Regions from separate parts of the Anser cygnoides genome. Here region 1 is linked to region 2. Evidence: chromatin contacts called from public Hi-C data. All regions are on one chromosome and are shown on one strand. The core of a region is the stretch at or near the end of the contact, and the rest is flanking DNA. Distances in the headings are between cores, read along the strand shown. Region 1 overlaps MAF (MAF bZIP transcription factor). Region 2 has its middle 110 kb from the start of MAF.

Evidence for each region. A called contact is a pair of places that touch in the nucleus more often than the background predicts.
Region 1: a contact with region 2 is called in a Hi-C map of liver, with 4 times the contacts expected there. The contact joins two enhancer-like sites. A contact is called at or near these places in 2 of 7 Hi-C or Micro-C datasets (both in liver).

The regions. Positions count from the first base shown.
Region 1 is chr12:6,132,190-6,136,348 of Taihu_goose_T2T_genome, reverse strand. All of the region lies in intron 2 of MAF (MAF bZIP transcription factor), which reads right to left. Among named protein-coding and RNA genes, the nearest start is that of MAF, 53 kb to the right of the region's middle. Within about 2 kb of position 2,143, at least 2 of the 3 cell types and tissues checked have open chromatin away from gene starts, as enhancers often do. A contact at or near this core is called in liver, where this site is marked.
Region 2 is chr12:5,972,658-5,976,896 of Taihu_goose_T2T_genome, reverse strand. No RefSeq gene overlaps it. Among named protein-coding and RNA genes, the nearest start is that of MAF, 110 kb to the left of the region's middle. Within about 2 kb of position 2,381, at least 2 of the 3 cell types and tissues checked have open chromatin away from gene starts, as enhancers often do. A contact at or near this core is called in liver, where this site is marked.

The sequences.
Region 1 (4,159 bases), core at 894-3,393, 160 kb before region 2:
GAAATAAATTAATTGCTATGAATTATTCAGCTCTACCTGTGGCAATGAAAAATAGCAAGAGCATTAGGTTTCTTCTTTGTGTACTAAGCCTCTAATTTATAGAGAATGCATATTAATAAAACACAGGATATTCATCAATATTCAAGTCACTGGCTGCCTGGCTATTTAATCTAAAATTACCAGCTAGCTCAAAACTCTTACTAGTTAATCATGCAATCTAAGCCATTCTGATATTGATGGTTAACATTAATTGCCCAACTGCAATTTATAAAATCCTCTCCTACATCTTTCTTTTGCCTAGCAGAGAGCCCTTTGACACGTCTAACTTCACAGACAAGCTGCAGAAGACCAGTTCATCTGGGCCCTTCTACAACCCAAAATGTTTGCTTGTTTCCCAAGAAAAGGATGTAATCTCCCATTGTGTTTTTGCATCTCTTCTGAATATACTAACAACAGTGAAAGATAGTTATGGTCTGAAGAGGATATAAAGAGAAATGCTAGCTCTGCTGCAGTCAGTGAGAGTCACCTTTGACTTCCATAGCATTAGAGTTTCCTGAGAATCACAATCAATACACATCAATACACTACAAGGAGCACAAGGACTACCCAAATTCCCCTGCCACACCACATCTCAGTTCCTTAAACCTTGCTGAAAAGGGGCCTCTAACTAACTAATTAGCTAGCTAAATAACTATCTTGTCTAGCTAGCTAGCTAGCTCCAGCTCTGACATAAAGGATGGCTGTTTGGTTTCCCTGAATATTATCAGAAAAAAAAATGTTCTTCATTGTAAAGATTTTTATATATTTTGTGGTTTCTGCAGATGTTCTGCAGATGTTCATGCAGAGCTTGTTGGCCTTTAAATGGAAGCACCAGGGAGGCTGGAACAATGACCAGTGTCACAGTGACCAGTCACGAACTCCACAAAAAGACACCAACAGTGGATTTCCTCCCCAAAACCTGACTTCATGTGATACAACTAGGCCAAAATTTAGGCACAAACTCACAAAGTTTATCATACCAGCAAGAAGTGCCGATGGAGTGGATGTCAGAGACAATTTCCTAAAGTGCTGCATGGTAACACGTAATGTGACCCTATATCCATATTCCTCACCTACAATTTGTCTTCATTGTTCTACTTTTTTATTAACATAATCAGATTAAAACAAACCAAGAAAGAACAACAGCAAAGGTAAAGGTCAGCTGTTTTAACCAAACAGTTAAGATCTTGGAAGTTAACTGTAAAGCAGGAAATTTGCAGCCAGTTCACTGTCCTCACTGAAGCAGGAACTTCAAACTACAGTTTATATAGTTGCATAAATATACTGCACAATAAATAAAAGCTTTCTTAAAAATGACATTCTCAACCTCTTTCAAATGGTTTTAATCTTGTTTCATTTAAGCTTAGGCTTAAGAACCAACAAAAATTTTGCTAAGAATACTTTTTGAGGAAGGAAAGCCCTGTTCTCTGTATATAGACATTCTCCGGAACAAAGAGGCAAGTTTTCTGAATTTTGTCATTTTGCCCCTCTGGAACTCAGGAACTGCCAACAAATCAGGAATTGTTTCCTTCCGTTATTTGAGGGCTGCTTGTGATCGCTCACTGGCCGGATAAGGCACGTGGTGTTGTTTCTCCTCCCCGATTGCTCCGGCACCAAAGCACGCTCCTGGCCTTGGGACTTATGTAAGGGTTTCCATCCATCACAGCCGTGTCAATAAGAACTTGAACCTGAATGTTTGCAGAAAGCAAACATGAGAAGTGCAATAGCGGAGTCTACCCCCAATTCATTTCAAAATTCCGGTAAATATTTGTGAACAATGTTTTGTAGCATTCGTACAGCTCCCATTGGCGATTAAACTCAGCTTCAAAACATACTGAGGCTCTCAGTGAATTCTGAGCTGCCGAAAGGTAACAACACGCTGACAGCAGAGAGAAAATGATGACTGCAGAGTGAAACACAGCCTCGGATAAATAAACTCTCAGCAAATCTCAGTAATTCTATGTGGCGTAAAAGAGGCTTGAGCCTTGTCTGAACTGGGCTTTCACCGAAGTTAGAAAACCAGGTTTAAATTAAATTTAAAGACCATTCTTCTTAAAAGCACTTCTCCACTGCTTTGGCTGGAGAGTGTATTTTTCTAACCAATGTTTACATAGTTTGATCCATTTTCACTTCTTTGCTTTAACTGAAACTATTAATTAAGGTATTTAAAAATTAAATTGAGTGTATGCCTCCTTTGGACTGGATCTCAGGCTTCATTTAATTGTTGGTTCTCGTGCTGGGTCTGGCCGTGAGGGTGTGTGAATCTGTCTTGATTTGGAAATGAACCCAAATTTACAAATGTATTTCATGCAGGCTACAAGATTTAGTAAAATGCCAAAGACATGCCCTGCTTTAATTGTTTTAATTGTTTGGAATATATCCCTGTGATTTTAAAAATGACATCTGCAATAAACATGGGCACATGAGCCTTGTGTAACTCGCTGCAGAAAACTGTGTGCATCTGTAAATGGTTTAGCTGGAGTTAGAGGCATAAAACAAATGTTTGATTTTGTGAGCACGAAAACATTCACACATTTCTTGTGATTTATATACCGTAATCATGCTGGATTTTCAAGTGGAAAGGGTGCCTAGAAATTACTGAAAAAGGGTCATCTCTATCTTTCTATTTGCAACTAATATAATGCAAGGCTTTCGATCTTAGTGGGGCCCAATATGCATACTGAAGTCTGATTTAGATTTTCCCGTTGAACGGCTTTTCTGTATATAAATCTCATGAAGACACACTGATCCTTTAAACTTCAGTGTTGATGCTGAAATTATGCTGTGTGTCAAAATTACATCAAACAGCCGCACTTATTTCCACCAGAAAAATTTGATTATTTCACTCTCATTTACATTACATTTTTTCCCCACTATAATGCTGACTTCGAAATTCCCTTAGGTCTGGACACATGAAGTGTACTTTTTCAGTAGAAAGAAAGCTTTCATTATATTTCATGATTTTTTTTCTCCTTGATTTGAATGTTATAATTGGATTCGGGAGATATTTATTGCGAACTTCATGTTTTGCCAGGCTCGATGAGCGGCATCTTTTAATTTCTCTCTTTTCAATGAACCTTTTGACTTGATAAAAGTGGCTCTAAGGTATTTTTACAAAAGGGGCAACAGAGCCAGTTCATTTTGAAACCCTCTCTTTAAAGTATCTCATTTCCTTATTATTTCTTAATAGCAGCACAATCCTGCAATGTCATAAAGAATGCCGCAGTTGACTTCAGTGGGATCAGGATCACTCCCTACTGTAATTAGTTGTATATTTCAAAATATTAGAGGTCATTTTATTTTTCTTTTTTTTCTATCCAAGAAAAGAAAACATTTTGGAAAAAAAAGACTTTCAAGGGTGACTGTCAGTATAATACTAAAAATAAGTTGCATGCATTCCAGTTACTACAATTTATGCCTCTAAGGAAATTTTCCTCTTCTCATTTACTGCAAAATTTTAATGCGAGCTTTTACAGCCATTGATTCAATATCTTTAATCTTCCCCCAATATTAGACAGAAATGGGACTAACTGGGGAAAATCCATCTGGTTATAAAGCACACTGTCTATAAAGTTGTTCAGTTCATCCAAAGCGACTTTTTTTCCCAGTGGGTTCAGATAGGATGAAATTATAATATTTGGAAATACTGTTAATACTATTCAGAGATTAATACATTTGTAATTAATAATAAGTTTAAAATATTATGACGCCTCTGGAGAAATCAAAAGATCTAATGCCAATCACCCCACTCTGTCAGGGATGGTTTAGGTCCCACTGCACCAAATTCAGATGCTGTTAATTATGTTCAGCAGCAAAACCTTCTCTCTGAGCCCAGAGGATGAAATTGTGCCTCAGCCCACACCAGGGAGGGAGCACGTCACCCCAGCTGCTTGTTTTGATGGGCTCCTTCATGGTTTGCATGCAAAGGGCTGGGAGCTGTCCTCCCAGAGAGAAATTAGCTGAGCATCCGCCTCTCTGTCCATAGCCCTGGATGCAGGGAGGTGCAGCACCTGGCCAAAATGGTCCAGGGCCTGTAACAACTTGACCCTGAGCAGCTACAGGCAGAGCAACATGTCCGACCATGCCCTTGGAGCAAGGGAAAAATGTATGCTTTCCCCTG
Region 2 (4,239 bases), core at 1,132-3,631:
TCTTCCTAGAACGTAGTTTTCCATAGGCAGATCTCAGTATTATTCTTCACATGAGAGAAGTAAAGAACTTTCCTCAGGGAACAGATCTAAGGAAAACAAAGACCTATGAGAAAATCCTGAAAGTTCAATGTCACACCATTATATATTTGATCGTTTAAAAAAATCTGATCCTCCATACAATAGTTCATACACTTTTAAAGGAGGTTATATATTTGCTATGGAGTCCTGTAATGACACATTCCCTATTAAACCTTCATTCTCTAAGCTGTTCTGTATTTCCATGCTTCCCTGTAGCATTTCAGTGATGCATCCTCAAGATGAAATATACTACTGAAATGTTAAAATAGTTTCAAAGTCTTTATTTAATAAGGTTTACCATTAAAGGGCAGGAATTATATGAGAAGTTTGCTGCATAATGCATAAGAAAACAATTATTTAGATAAAGAAGATCTGCACGGCTTATATATTTTTTGTTCTTCAACCTATTACATGACATCATTTTAATATAAAAGTACTTTGTAATTATGATGCCTTTCCTGATAATTCTTTGTTGTACACCACTGGATCCCGCTTATCTGAGCCCGGAGATCTCTTAGAGATCTTATATTCACACCTTAATGAAGTCCCACAAGAATTATTCCTACCTTCTCAACCTCTTGCTTTGCATTGGTGTGCCCAGGACAGCGTTTTCTTTAACTTCCACATTTTAAGCTTTAATCTTTGCCTAGAGGGCAGCAAAACAGCATCTCCTGAGGACTCCAATACCTCAATTTGCTTCTCTTACTCAGCGAAGGACCACAGGCTCTTCTTCTGTCTTCCTAATGCTGCACTGAAAGGTACAGCCAAAATGTAACCAACCTCGGCCAGCGTGGGTTGGCAAGGGAGCAGCGTGGTTCGCCCCGTCTGTCTCCCCACTGACCTAACAAACCAAGCTTGAACCTGCCAGGAAAGAGCCTCCACTAGCCACCCTCAAAGGGTTTTGTCAAACCTGCTGCCAGCGACCCACCAGCTATGAGGTAGTGTCTCTGCCTTGGGTTGGAGCTTGCAGAACTAACTCAATTATTTAATGACGGGGGAGACGTTACTGCTGAGACTAGAACTTGCAGCTCTAGTTTCTGGGCCTAAACGGGGACTGTGAAGAAATGCTGGAAGCAAGACAAGCGCATAACTGTTCAGTTGCAAAACTTCAATGTCTGTAAGATTTTCTTCCAGTGAGGTATGCAGCTGAGACGCTGCTTCATGGATCAAAAGCCACCTGGCTAGTGGAACAAGATCTCAGATAGGTGAGCAGTCTGGGTGCTCCTTTTTTATTAAACTGAAAAAATAAAATAAAATAATTCAAAGCCAATCTCCAGAAATCTCTCTCCGGATCTCTCAAAGCTCTGAGGAAAGACATACCCAGTGGTACTCACCCCTCTGTTGCCCACCAAAGTATTTGAGTTCTACAACAAAATGCACCTGAAGCAGGAGTGAAGCGTTTCTTAGATCACAGCAGATAAGGCTGAAGTTGAAAATAGTAGAGTCAATAGGAACAGGAATGCCCCCAGCAAAGAAAAACACCTGAATAACTGTCTGAGCAGCAATGCTAATAAATCTAGTTTCTCGTGGCTTCGTGTACCTAGACTGGCACCTCTGCCTGGTGAGGGCTCATGTTGTGGTATCCATTGGGGAAGGCATGGCTGGGGCCCTTCTCTTCCTTGCTGCCTGTTTTCATGAACTTGTATATGCAAATCTTCCCCACAATTTCCCTTTTTTTGTCTTCTGTTAACATCAACCACATGGATTAGAAGTTAGACAGGGAAGATAAAGATGGCCAGAAACAAGATATGGTGATAGCCTCCCCCCTCTAGAAAATTATAAAATGTGCCAGAAAACAAAATAATTACAATTTATGTTAGTTATGTGGAGATATGAGGACAGAACACATGCAGGAGAGTCATCCCCTCAGTATTTGGAATTACTTAATCTTGCTGGGAGACAGTAACAAAAATAATAATAAAAACTCACAGTTAGGGTCAGTCTCTAGCAGATATTTGCAAATGTTTTCAAGTGTCTGTGCAGAAGGGATAACCTCTGCTTGCAGACCGAACAGAGTTAGCACTTTCTATCTAGCACTGCCTCTCCTCTGTTTCTTGTGCACAGCTTTGGTTATGGTGAGCCACAAACCATTTTGATTTTCTTTGTGGATGCTTGAACCCCCCCTCCCAAAACACAGAAAGCTACTGGAAACCTCAACCAAAATCTACTGGAATTCGAAATCTGCCTGAACTGGTGTGTCTGACCTCTGCTTACACCGATACGCAAAATTCACAGCACCCTCAGAGCCACACTCACAGGTTGCTCTGAACAGCAAACACAACTTTCCTTTTATCTCTGGCAAAAATGGAGAAGCAAAGTAAGGCTGCTTGTGAAAAGCATTTCATATGTAAGGCAGATTAGAACATTAGTGGTGTAATAAAGTAAATAAGATGGCAATTGACCTGAGACATGTGGGGTTTACCCCAATTTTTTGTTTATAGTTGAAGGTCGTAAGCTATACAAACCTCTATTGATCAGAGTCCTCTTTGTTTAAACAGAACCTACTGTATTTATTTGTGCTGTTCCTCTAAAGTCAAACAAAAGGGGACAGTTTTAAGTAAATCTCTGCATGACACTGCTGCCATGTGGTTCATTCACTCAGTATACAGATGTTTTCAATCTGTACAGTTTGTCTTTCATATCCATATGAGATGAAGCAGGCTTGATTTAGGCTGGGAATGATGCCAAAGAGAGAAGATACATCATTAACCCTTAATAAACGACTCATGAAGCGTTCCTAGTTTATTCATTAAAAGGACTCCGTGAAGGATTACCATAACACCTTATGAGCAGTAAGAAGCCTTTACTTGTCCGTAATATTATGCGACAGGCATTTATATGGAAAACAAAATGCTTGGTGTGGGAAAGCCTCCCCTTTCATTCTGGTACACACTCATATACAAGCTAAAAATAAGCATCTACCCAAAGTCAGCATTCAGAAAATGAACATTGTCACGAATTAGAAGGGCAGAATTCATTTGGGCTTTGCTATGTAACTGATGTGCTGTGAAACCAGGACCCTGTGCCCTGGGCATCACAACTGTTTACAGAATCGGTTCTTGCTTTATCACCTTACTACACTCTATAGGTATATATTAGCACAGACTATAGGTATTTACTTGACACATACTATGTACAAGAGACAAGACGGTGCCTCTTACTGCACTGAGAAGCAGATTAGGAGACTTTCCCAAGATCACGTGAGAAGGACATAGCAGAGCCAGGAAATGAACCAAACTGCCCCAAAACACAGCCCAGGCAGTTCCTCACAAGACTATCCCTCCTCCTGTATTGTTTTCCCTCTGCTCTCCTCAACGTCCCTTTCTCCTAACAAACAATTAGAGCCCTTGACAAACATTAGATGTGTGCTAGGCACAGCACTGTGCTCATATTGGATACAGGAATATTAGAAGCAGCTACTGGCTTGGAAGCAAGCAGGGAAAAAAAGGCCACAGCTTTTTCTTCAGATGGTTTACAGGGCTTTGCACGCTGAGCCTATTCTTACTGTATTATTCGGAAAACAATCTGTTGCATCACTACAAAGAAGAAACTGCTGATCCAAGGCAACTAACAGACAATCTCATTCAATCACTTTCTTCCTTTATTAAAAGATGCAAAACACAGTAGTGAGTTTAAGCCTGCTGTGCCAACAGTAACGTCTCTTGATTTTAGCAGGGAGCAGCGTGGCTCGGTAAATGAAAAAAAATCAGAATTTATTTGTTTTTTCCTTCTACTCTAGCTCAGATAGAAGGCAGAAATTCAGCACACCACTTAGCTTAAAAAATTCACAATTGAAGACCACTGCTCAGGAGCGTGGGCTGAAACGACTTCTCCTTGCTATAAAGCATTGTCCCTATAGATTTTATAGCCAATCCTATGCGGTTAGCAGGAGAAAAAGCCTAGGAACTTGGAGGATATTCTGCCCCATTTCGGGTTGTGTTTGAAGAATGGGCTATACATAGTCACATGTATGTTCAATTATTCATTTTCCAGGAGGTGTTTCAGTCAGGGAGAGCAGGCTCAGCACATACCATAAAAATACTTCTGCTCCTTACGCTCTAGATCTGCGCTACAGGTCAAACAAGCTACGCTCAGTCATGGGACATTAAGTCCCTGGATCTTGAACTCCAGCTGACTGCCTCACCCAAGCTTTTGGGCGAA